2 separate regions of the Zea mays genome follow, and region 1 is linked to region 2. Evidence: chromatin contacts called from public Hi-C data. All regions are on one chromosome and are shown on one strand. Each heading gives the region's core, a stretch centred on a gene start, on an enhancer-like site or on the middle of the called end of the contact. The rest is flanking DNA. Distances are from core to core; before and after follow the strand shown.

Region 1 (5,920 bases), core at 625-3,124, 250 kb before region 2:
GAGGTAATGGACAACGGGTTTCACTCTATGCAGACGATGTCGTGTTATTTCCGCAACCTAAAGAGAATGAATTAAATCTGGTCAAAGAAATCCTGAGAATTTTTTGTGAAGCCTCCAGCCTGATCACAAACATCGGTAAGTGCTCAATGACCCCTATTCAGTGTAATGAAAATCATATTGAAACATCCCGGAGGATTCTGCCTTGCAATGTGATATCCTTCCTGTGCAAATATTTGGGTCTACCACTATCAGTACGTAAACTTTCCAAGCATGATTTCCTTGAGCTCATCGATAAATTGGCTGATAGACTTCCGGGGTGGAAGGCCTCAATGGTCAACATGGCTGGGAGAACAACTCTGGTAAAAGCAGTGTTAACTGCTATCCCTATCTATCACTTAATTGCTCTTCAATGTCCCAAGTGGGTCATCAAGGCCATTGATAAAATTCGGAGAGGGTTTCTTTGGAAAGACCGTAAAGATGTCAAAGGAGGCCACTGTATGGTCAGTTGGGCAAAGGTTTGCAGGCCATTTGACCTTGGAGCGCTAGGTCTGCACAATTTAGAGGTCCTTGGTTGGGTTCTTAATATGAGGTGGCTTTGGATGAAGAAAACTCAACCGAATCCTATGTGGGCTGATTTGAAAATTAGAGTACACCCCAATGCTGCAGCCATGTTTGCATGTTCAGTGGTTTCTTTGGCAGGAGACGGATCCCAAACCTCCTTTTGGACGGATCGCTGGCTCCATGGACAGGCTCTGTTTGACTTGGCTCCGGTCCTTGTTTCTCGGGTTCTGAACAGATTTCTCCAAAGTAGAACAGTAAATAATGCCTTGACTGAATATGGCTGGGTAAATGATATCTCAGGAAGCATATCAGCTCAATTTCTATCTGAGTACTTCATGGTCTGGGACCTGATTCAAGGCTTCCAACTTCACCCAGGAGTTTCAGACCAACACCGCTTGACCCCTTCTGCCTCAGGGGAATACTCCTCTAAATCTGCTCATCATCGTTTCTTTGAGGGGATGGTCACCTTTGAACCGGCAGCAAGGATCTGCAAAAGTTGGGCACCTCCAAGATGTAAATTTTTCATCTGGCTGGCTTCTTTAAATCGCTGCTGGACAGCGGATCGATTGGCTCGTCGAGGTTTGGACCATCCCACAAAATGCCTTCTTTGTGATCAGGAAGAAGAAACCATGCAACACATTCTGTTACAATGTGTTTTTGCTAGGGAAGTTTGGTTTCATACCCTGTCTCTTACCGCATGATTGGTTGGCGCGCTCGCCAACGCCAGGCTCGCGCCGACCTGGACGGGCTGGGATCTAGTAATCTCCCGTCCCCGCTCATGCATCCAATTGGTGAAAAAGCAGCCTGCATTGCACCCGCACCAGATCAGTCTCCGCCTGTGCATGCAACCAATCAGGGGTTTGGACGCAGTCAACGCATGCGGAGGACATGGACGCGGATAGCAGGGAAACCAATCATGCGATTATTGGGCTGCAGCACCTCATTCCAGGAACTGCAGAATCTAGTTTTCAAGACTGGTGGCATAGGTTAGGAACGACAGTTCAAAAGACACAAAAGAAAGGATTCAATTCAGCTGTGATCCTAGTGGCCTGGTGGTTGTGGAAACACAAAAACTCTTGTGTCTTTGATGGGGCTACTCCGGACATCTCTAGGATTACTCAAGACATTAGGGACGATGCCAAGACGTGGTGTCTAGCTGGGGCTGCATGGCTGAAAGGTTTGTGGCCTTAACTCAGGGGGAGTTCAGGCCTGGTCGTCTTTTATATAGTCATCTGTGTAACAGCCCCTTAGCAAACTTTGTAACCACCTTTATTTGGTGGTCATTGTCCATGTCTATTTTGGACCTTTTCTTCTTAATATAATGATGCGTAACTCTCCTACGCGTTCGAGAAAAAATGCTTTTACTATGTATCTAGCCATAGTGTATATCTATGTCATAGCAAAAGCTATGCATCTAAAAAAGCCAAAAACGTCTTATAATTTGGAATGGAGTATTTCATTTTCAAGTTACGTGTTCGGTGTTCCTAGCAAATTTGCATGTCTGATGTCAAATGCATATTTACAAATGGTACTGTGCATCATGGTTTTTAAAGCGGTAAGGCGGTCCAAGGCGTTGGACCACCGCCTGGACGCCTAGGCGAGGTAAGCGGGCAAGGCGACTAGGCGTTAGACCTCCGCCTGGACGCCTAGGCGTTGCCTAGGCGACGCCTTAAGAACAGTGCTGTGCATGGATTTTGTATTTGTAAATTCATGTTTTTACTGATTTACACCAAATATACATGTACATAAGAAATTTAGAAATCCATGGGAGGTGAACTTGAAATTTGATCTTAGGCATGTTTTTTTTCTTAATGGCATGGTGTCTCAAACACTATTGTCTCAATCTGCCTATTCAGTCTTATAAGTTTATTATGCACCTCTCAACTTACTACATGTGTTAGTATTGGCATTTGCTGTATGTGTATGATGACCTTATGCTGCAGGAAGCCAGATCTAGTTCATCCAGACATATCTCACCAGCAAATTTCAATCATACCGGAACTGTTGATGCACAACCTATCTCAAAACAATACGTAAGTTCAATCATGTTTGGGCTAATTACTTTCCACCTTTTACCACAATACGTCAATACTTGCACTTATCAATCTCTTCAGTTTCCATGCAACTATCAAGTAAACTAAACAGTATTGCCTCAGTATGCTTATATGGTGAATACTCTTTAACTTTATTGTGCGATAATATGAACCAGACTGTTGTGTAACAATATGAACCAGACAGGTCTTGAACAACATATTTATTTTGCAATAAATTTCTATTCATCAACTTAAAAAGAATAACTCTGAACTTGGAACGATAGCATTTTATATCCAAAATCAAGATGCAGTTCATGATTAAGAGAGAAGATTTTTTCAACCTTCTGTACTTTGCCGTCCTATAAAGGAAGCTAATTCAAAATCTAGGTTTCGGACTTTTGGCGTATTTCTTCTTTTCCTGGCGTATTTCTTCTTTTCCTTTACTTTTGAGGCTGAGTACTGGTAATTTCTTGTCCTTTGGAGACTTCTTATTTCTTGTATATTATTTGTGCCGAGTACTTTCCACTTTTCTTAGAAAAAGGTTTGGTGCATTAAGTGTTAGCGTAACTATGTATTTCTATACTATATTCTCAACACATATTAGGTGTAGGGTTTCAGTATCTAGCCTCCTTCCATCCCTCCCACTCTCTCCACTGACGGTGCCGCCGGCATCTCCTCTATGGCCGAGCTCTCCCTCCTCGCCGTTGGGCCTCTGCACCCGCCGGCGCGTGCGCGCCACCCGTTCCTGGCGCCGCTCTCCCTGTTGCCGGCGCGCCGCCCACCCCTGGCGCCATCGTCACCGCGTACGATGGCCTCCCGTGTCACGATTCCACCACTTATGCATAGATCCAGCCAAGATAACAAGAGGGCAAGAAGGATAAAAGGATTAGAGTAATACAACTGTAACTCGCTGTCATCTAGCTGCTAATCCAACTGTAATAACTGATTAGCACTGTCATCTAGCTGTTAATCCAGCTGTAGTAATTGATTAGAAGTTAGACCCGCTTAGGGGCTTCTATAAATCTGAGCACTTGTAATGAAGGGATGAACGGAAATAACAGAAATCAAGCTACCACCACATACCTGTGTGATTTAGGGTTCTTGTTTGATTCGGCCAAGGGGGAAACCTCATGTTGGATGAACCCTAGGGAGAGGGAAAGCCATACCTGGGTGCAGATCCAAGGGTGGGCAAAACCCTAGACCAGGGTTCCTCACAATTGGTATCAAAGCTATTGTATCCTCGGAGGAGAAGTTGGCGGGAAGACGGTGTGACACAAGTTTGAAGGAAGGGAGGTGCTCAGAATTTTATTCATCATGGCACCTTCAGTTAAGCCGTCGGCACAGCCCCGGTTGGTAATCGAGGCTATCACCATGGAAGCAAAGCAGGCTGAAGCACGCTGGGAGAAGATGACGCTGGCCATCGAGAAGCTGACAGGAAGGTGGATGCCATGGAAGAAGAGAGGACGTTGCTTTGCAAGCAAATGGAGGAGAACGGTAAGACTGTTTCTCTTCTTCGTTTGGAAGCCATGGCAAGGTACATGGATCGTTATGGGAATGATTCTGAAGAAGCAGTAGAAAGAGATAGAAGAAATCCCTAGAATAGACGAGATAGAACTCACAGAGGTAGAGAGGAGAGTTCTGGGTGACTAGACAGAGATGGGGAACAGTTGCAGCAGCATATACCGAAGATGCCTTCCCAAAGTTTGGAGGAACGGAACCAGCCATTTGGATCATACAATGTGAAGATTATTTCAACCTTTATTGAGTCCCTGATTTCATGAAGTCCACTATGGTGTCTCTGAATTTTGAAGGTACTGCAGCACGATGGTTGCAGGTGGTCAGATTGAAGCAGGGGTTGGGAGATTGGAGGAATTTGTCTAGGCTTGTATTAGACAAATTTGGAGCTGAGGAATACCCAAGAGCCATGAGGAAATTATTGAGTATAAGGCAAAAAGGGGAGTAGAAGAATATGTGAAGGAGTTTGAAGAAGTAAGATATGCTACTGCTGTTCATAATCCTATGATGGATGAAATATTTTATGTCAATCAGTTTGTCAGAGGACTGAAGAATGAAATTTAGTATGCAGTTATGTCTCAGCTCCCTGCTATTGTTGACAAGGGAGGAATGAAGTTTCCCAAGCAGCATGTTGTTGGTAGATTGGGGGGAGGAAATAGAGCAGAAGGTAAAGGAGTAGAGGCAGGAGGATGGAGTAAGGAGAGACAACTAAAGGAGTATAGAAGAGCAAATGGTCTATGTTTCACTTGTGGAGAGAAGTTTGAACCTGGTCATCAGGCAAGGTGTCAGAGAGGAAATACAGTCCAGTTACATGTTCTAGCTCCTGAGGACATGGAGAAGGTATTAACTCCTGAAGTGTTGGAGTAGATAGAGCAAGAGGAGAAACAGGAAGAAGAGGAACTGAAGCTGTCTCTTCATGCTATTAGTGGGGCTGATGATTCTCAGTGTATCAGACTCAGAGCATTGGTTCAGCATCAGATGTTATTAATGTTGGTTGATTCTGGAAGTTCTACCATCTTTATTAGCAAGCAGATGGTGGAGAAGCTAAGGTTGGAGGTGGAAGAATGTGACCTAGTGAAGATAAAGGTGGCTAGTGGGGATATTATGGTAAGCACTCGGAGAGTAAGGGAAGTAAAGTGGTGGACTGGAGGGCATACCTTTGTCTTTCCTATGAGAGTTTTGGACATTGGAGTATATGATTCCATTTTGGGATTTGACTGGTTGAGGGCCCATAGTCCTATGAATTGTGATTGGGATAAAAAGACTTTGGAGTTTTATTATCAGGGACAGTGGGTCCAGATACAAGGAAATTGTGCTAAGGTCACAAAAATTCCTCAAGTGCATGCTGTTCAGGTACAGAAATGGTTAAAAGGGAATGATGTTTGGGCTTTTGTGCTGCTGGAACAGGTTGTGCAAAGGAAAGAAAAGGTGAAGGAGCAGTTAGCAGCACTACTCACAGAATTTCAGGATTTATTCTCTCAGCATACAACCCTACCTCCTAAAAGGGTGTTTGACCACTATATACCTTTGCTGCCAGGGTCAGTTCCAGTGAATGCCAGACCATATAGATATTCTCCACTACACAAAGATGAGATAGAGAGACAAGTGGCAGAGTTGCTCAAAGCAGGCTTGATTGTTCCAAGTGTGAGCTCTTTTGCTTCTCCAGTATTACTGGTACAGAAGAAAGATGGAACATGAAGGTTTTGCATAGATTACAGGAAACTCAATGATATGACAATGAAGAATAGGTTTCCAATGCCTTTGGTGGATGAGATTTTAGATGAATTAGCAGGCACAATATTTTTCCAGTT
Region 2 (6,060 bases), core at 2,977-5,476:
TTGTCATCAAATGACAGTTTCTCGTAATAGTCACAGTGATGGCCAAGTTAGCAGAAAAATCAGAAGAAGGGAGAGGTCGTCTAAGAAGGAGAACCTGAGAGCTGATGTGTCTTGGTGTGCTCTGAGCAGAGGGTGATTGCTCCTTTTATAGGTACATGAGGATCCAGGTTCATTGAATCTAAATGCCCTCAACCAGCGCTTGATGGTCATCAATTGACGATTATAGGTAACAGTCAGTATTGATTATCATCAAACGATAGTTTCTCGTAACACTCACAATAATGGCTATCAACCAGCAGATCGTTTCTTTGTCTTGACTCAACATGCCACGACCTAGACCAGCCCGACCTAGAGAGGCGAGCAAGCGCAAGTGTGGCACATCAGTCTCCTTTTTCTAACTTCACATTCGATATAAACCAAGGGTGTCTTTGGTTTGGCTTTTAAACGTGCTTTTGCTTTTAAAAAACCAACATATCAACCAAAGGGATAAACTTTTAGTAACCTACTTCCATAAAAGTAGCTTCTTCTAGTTCATTTGCCACAACAACCTTTGACGTGCTTTGCTTGGTTGTAGGGCAAGTCTTTCCCCAAAATTACCCACCATGCTATTATGAGTGTACCGTTTCGTTCTTTTTCCCGTCATTCTTATATCCTATCGAAGACTCGAACACATCTATCTGGGCTACATGCGAGGCGGCGCTCGGCTTCTCATCGCGAGGCTTCTCCCCAGCAGCGCTCGTCTACAGCGCGAGGTGGCGCTCGTTTTCTCCCAGGTGGCGCTCGTTTTCTCTCCAGGCGGCGCACATCTTCTTCAGCAACGAGCCAACGACGCTCGTCTCATCTGGCCATTTCTCACTGGCGACACTTGTTTCTCAGTAGGCTTCCAACAGTGGCGCTCAGACTCCTATCTCCACCGCCGGTGCTCGCTGTCCACCGAACGCAGCAGGCCTCCGTCGGTATTTACCGGCTACGCCCCTCTGGTTCACGCCACCATCGCAAAAAGGTTCTGCTCACCAAGAAATCAATTGTTTTCATTCTATTGGAGTAGAACAAACCTGGTGGTTGTTTGTTCAATTCACATTTGTTGTGAAATTTGTTTTCGAAAATATGTGTGGTGCAGTATATTCGTTTGATAATTGTTGGCATCGCTTCCTGATTCATGTGCAACTGATAGCCGACTTCATTTTTCTGTAGAATTGCTTTTACGTTTACAACATAAAGATAGCATAGCTATGGTTTACATGATCATTAATTTGCATATTCTAGCAAATGATAATTGTTTGTATGTTCACATAGCAAATAATTAATTATCACGGTTCATATTTTTTGTGCATGATTGGTAACTTACTTTGATTGATACTGAAGTCAATAAATAATGGCTGATAAGGCAGATTGGTGTGATGCAAATGTTATACATCCCATTGATATCTGCAAAAGAGATAGAAGATGGGAATAGGCCCATGGGGGTTTTCACTAGGACATGGTGGAAAAATTTGGTAAAAAAGTATGAAGAAAAACATGCCTAAGGCTTACGAAGAAACAATTGAAGAACAAGTTGGACAACATGAAAAAGGAATATACATGGTTCATGGAGCTCAAGAATGCGACCACTGTCCTTGGATGGAATGAGGCAAAGGGAACTATTGACTGTTCCAAGGATTGGTGGAATCAACATCTAGCGGAAAGAATAATACCATGTCCTTTTTCATTAATCAATTTGCATTCATATATATGGCCTGATTTGGTAACTTGTTCATTTAATTTAAGAGATGTAGCAGAAAACAAATGTAGACTTTAAAGTCTACAAATAAGTATTAAAATATTCAAACAATCACATAAACACAGAAAACAATATATGTTTCAACATAACAAAAGCATAGCAGCCACACATCACGCCTATAATTTGTCAACATGCCTACTAACCACATCAACATACCAATCTATAGTCCGAGTACCGATTGCCAGCAACAACCTGCATAGCAATATACTATCATGCTAACATGTTTTAGGCATTGACATGTTTTGGCAGCAACATGTTTTTGGCAGTGGCATGTTTTCTGGCATGATTTGACAACAATGCTTTGCGTGACCTAAATGTTCGGTTTTAGGCTCAGTTGTTTTTCCTCAAAAGAAAAACAACTGCTCTGTAGAGAAACTAATAGTATCTTCTTATGAATCATAAACTCTAATGTCCTTTTTTCAACTTTACTTGTCTTACGATTTTGCATGATGTTATCGGCCTAGAAATCAATGCTTCATGGTAGCACTAGGCATAAAGCCCGAGCCCGAAGATCGAAACCCGAAAAACCCGAGCCCAAACCCATATAGCCCGATACGCGACACCTAAAAAATTTGTGTGGGTAGTAAAACTTAAAACCTGATATTATTTCGGGCTTAATCGGACAGTAACCTCCGGTATCCGAAATACCCGATACTCATGTGCCAGTCCGCCATTCGACGATTCATCATGCTGGATTGAAGATTGAACCAGCCAGCAACTACCATAGATAGATCAACGTGCCTCCCATTCCCCAACTAATCAAGGTCAGTTTCACGGTCAAATATTTTCTGGTCTGCTCATTTGCTTCTGGTTCTAGAGTGGACTATTTCCTGGTTTGCTCATTCGCCTCCCCCATCATACAATAGCTTGGACTTAAATCTGAATAGCTGAATTGCTTTAAATACATATTTTTATTGCATGTTATTTGGACAGTATGATATTTGGACTGCATGTTGTTTAGGCATCTGAATAACCAAATTGCTCTAAATACAGATTTCTATTGCATGTTTTTTTTTGGAATCGGGTAGAACGGGCTACCCATACCCGAATCGAATTTTCTAGATACCCAAATTTTCAGGTTTAGTTTAGATCGAGTACATTTTCGAGTATTATTTCTAAAAGCTCGAATTGTGAAAAGCCCAATCTAGCCGACCCAAAAAATACGGGCTAAATCAAATGCCCAAACTATCCGAATACCCGAATAGCAGTCTGTCATGTACATAGTTTATTTGGTGCTCAGACTATCGCATATGTAGCCAACTAGCCATTATAGGTTCATTAGCGAGCTTCATTGCACGTCGCTTATTGAAATGACTGGTTCAAACTAGCTGCCATTTTATTTTCACGAATCAACCAGCAACATAGTTGTTTATTTTCTGGGGAACTTACATAAAAGCCTTTTTTTTCCGCCTTTCGCAGATCCAGTGAGGAGTGAGGACGCCATCTAGACATGAAAGAAGGGATCTTTTTCTTTTGCGCTGATGGAAAATATGCATTTGATGCTTGTTTATCTACTTCTATCTTCCGTCCTGGTCGATGAAGCTCTGTGCTTTTGCGTACTTTGCAATATTATTGGACATGTTCGCCTGTCCTCAACGGTTATGCTTGTCTTTTGTTGCTGGAGCATCTTGTTGATCTCCATGGACCTTTGGTTGTACCCTAGGTCCCGTGTAACATATGGATGGATAGACCGAATTCTTGAACATTGTATGAAACCTATGCTATGGTTCTACTCTGGTACATGTAAATATTTGTTAGCGGTTATGTTTTTTCCCTTGACTTGCTTGCGACAACAGGCAAAAGCAACGATATTATTGTGTGTCGCAACAGGAACAGGAGGGAGCATGGAGTGCACTTCTTGTTCTAGTATATTGAGGCCTCGTTTGGTAGAGGCTCCATGATTCTCTAATACAGTGATTCTGAGTGATTTTCTATTGCAAGTGAATCTATTTGACGAAAACTGTTTGATAAATAGGCTGTGAAGTGATTTTTGAAGGATTAAAGAGTGAGAAGCAGGTTGAGAGTGGTGGGAAGCAGGTTTTTTTGCTCCCAATTTCTAGTACAAAGTAGAGACTAGATTCACTTCACTATTAACATGAAGCAGTTCAGATTTTTATAGTTTGGTTCGATAAGAGTGATTCTCGCTAAGAGCGGAGCTCCTGAATTGTCCCCCGAAAATAAGTGATTTCAATAATCAATATTCTGCGCCGTGATATTCAGATTGTTAATGGGTTAGAAGTGGCGGGCCGCAGCCCAGAAATATCAAAGCCCACTTTGAAGACGGCAGCAGCCGGAGCGCGGCAGCGCCTGTGCTGGCTGCCGCGGCCGCACCCCGCCGCACCCTGCGAGGCGATCAACAACCAGCAAAACCCTAAACCCTAGTGGATGTTTCTAGAGCCGCCGTGCACCCTCATTCGTCTCGCCTGCACTGTTTCTAAAATCAACCCGTCCCCCACCTCCTCGCCGCCTCGCATCCTTTCCCCCTCCGCAAGAAAGAAAGCGAAGCAACTCTCCGCCGCCTCCATTCCTCCACAGCCCACACCAACCAAACCTCTCGCCGACAACAGCCTCGGTCCCCGCGCCACCATCCGCAATCATGTACCGCGCGGCCGCTAGCCTCGCCTCCAAGGCGCGGCAAGCCGGGAGCAGCTCCGCCGCTCGCCAGGTGAGAGCAGACTCGTGTTTATACGCGTGTGATGGGTCTGATGGAGGATCCCGCCCTCAGATTTGGTAATGTTGGCCTGGGGTTCTAGTAGTTCTGCGTGCAGGGCTGTGGGTTTGCTGCATGGTGCTGTTTATTTTGGTGGCGATCTGCCGGAATCTGTAGTTCGCTCGCGCAAAATCTAAGCTAGCTCGCTAATGGCGTACTGGCGTGGGGTTTCACATTAATCTACGGTGGTGAACTCGTCACTACCGTCCTCCAGTTAGCTGTTAGACACCGAATACACTGATTGGCAGTTGAGAAACATTGATCTGATCCAGCAGAAATCGATGTCTTGTGAAATTCGTTATTTTATTGTCGTGTAACCTTGGGGCATGGCAGTCTCTAATTGATCACGCACTCACCTCTGTTGTGTGTGATGCTTTATAGGTTGGAAGCAGGCTTGCCTGGAGCAGGAACTATGCTGCCAAGGACATCAAGTTTGGTGTTGAGGCCCGTGCTCTGATGTTGAGGGGTGTTGAGGAGTTGGCAGACGCTGTCAAAGTGACAATGGGTCCTAAGGTATAACCACATTCTTATACAGATGACAAACAGTTACTGATCATTATGAATGACTACCAAATTTTCTTAATACAACACATCATCGCATTCTAGTTATGCTGAACACTTGCATGTCACTTTCCATCCTGATGTCAATATTCTAGGAGCCACAAATGGTCACTATTGCACTCACTGATTCCAATACTGTTTGGTTTGTTTTACTTTGTTGTAATACTGTTGCCTTAGTTGTTTGTTTTGTACTTGAACTTATCGCCTGCCTTCTGTAGGGGCGCAATGTGGTTATTGAGCAAAGCTTCGGTGCACCGAAAGTCACAAAGGATGGTGTGACTGTTGCGAAGAGCATTGAATTTAAGGATAGAGTAAAGAATGTTGGTGCGAGCCTTGTGAAACAGGTTGCTAATGCAACTAATGACACTGCTGGTGATGGTATGACATCCTTTGTGCTGATTTTGGTTTATTGTGAACAAAGAATGGTCTCTGTAAAAGATTATTAAGGAGTTTGTCTTCTGAACTTCCAAACATGTTACTTGTGTGGAAGTATTCCTGGAGTAGATGGTGCTGTTTCTTAGTTTCATCGTTGCTTTGCTACTCATATTTGTGATACACTGGTTGGGTCTTCGGCAAGGCAGGCCAGGCACTGGGTCTGTTTTTTTACTGACCTTAAAGTATAGGTCACGGTTTCGAAGCAACCTCTCCGCATGTGCGGGGGAGTCTCAGGCACTGCTCTTTTACTGTTTGGTTCTTTTTGGAATTGGAACTGTAGCATGTGATCCAATATGTCCAGTATTGCTCCTTGTTGTCTTTGCTATTTTGTTAAGTTTGTTAGCTCTGGTGGTGTGCATACTGTTATTTTTCTCCCTTGGTGTGAATGCCAGCCTTGGTTGCTTCTTCGTAATAATATTACATGATAAGGTTATCTAATTTCTCGTTGTGGCTAATGTTGAAGTGTATAAGTGGATTGTCTACCCTCTTTTGACAACATAAGTTTTTGGGTTGACTGGTTAGTACATCCACTCTAATATGGTATCATGGTATCAAAGCCAGAGGTCTCGAGTTT

Evidence for each region. A called contact is a pair of places that touch in the nucleus more often than the background predicts.
Region 1: a contact with region 2 is called in a Hi-C map of endosperm, with 2.5 times the contacts expected there. The contact joins the enhancer-like site here to the promoter of LOC542707 in region 2. A contact is called at or near these places in 3 of 25 Hi-C or Micro-C datasets (ear, endosperm and root tip).

What each region holds. Positions count from the first base shown.
Region 1 is chr1:240,544,970-240,550,889 of Zm-B73-REFERENCE-NAM-5.0, reverse strand. LOC100191864 reads left to right here. Exons shown (of 10, transcript NM_001367159.1): 5 at 2,505-2,594. Among protein-coding and RNA genes, the nearest start is that of LOC100191864, 17 kb to the left of the region's middle. Within about 2 kb of position 1,874, at least 1 of the 20 cell types and tissues checked has an H3K27ac peak or open chromatin away from gene starts, as enhancers often do. A contact at or near this core is called in endosperm, where this site is marked.
Region 2 is chr1:240,292,820-240,298,879 of Zm-B73-REFERENCE-NAM-5.0, reverse strand. LOC542707 (mitochondrial chaperonin 60) reads left to right here and starts at 4,226. Exons shown (of 17, transcript NM_001112220.1): 1 at 4,226-4,445; 2 at 4,872-5,003; 3 at 5,270-5,429. The coding sequence starts at 4,377.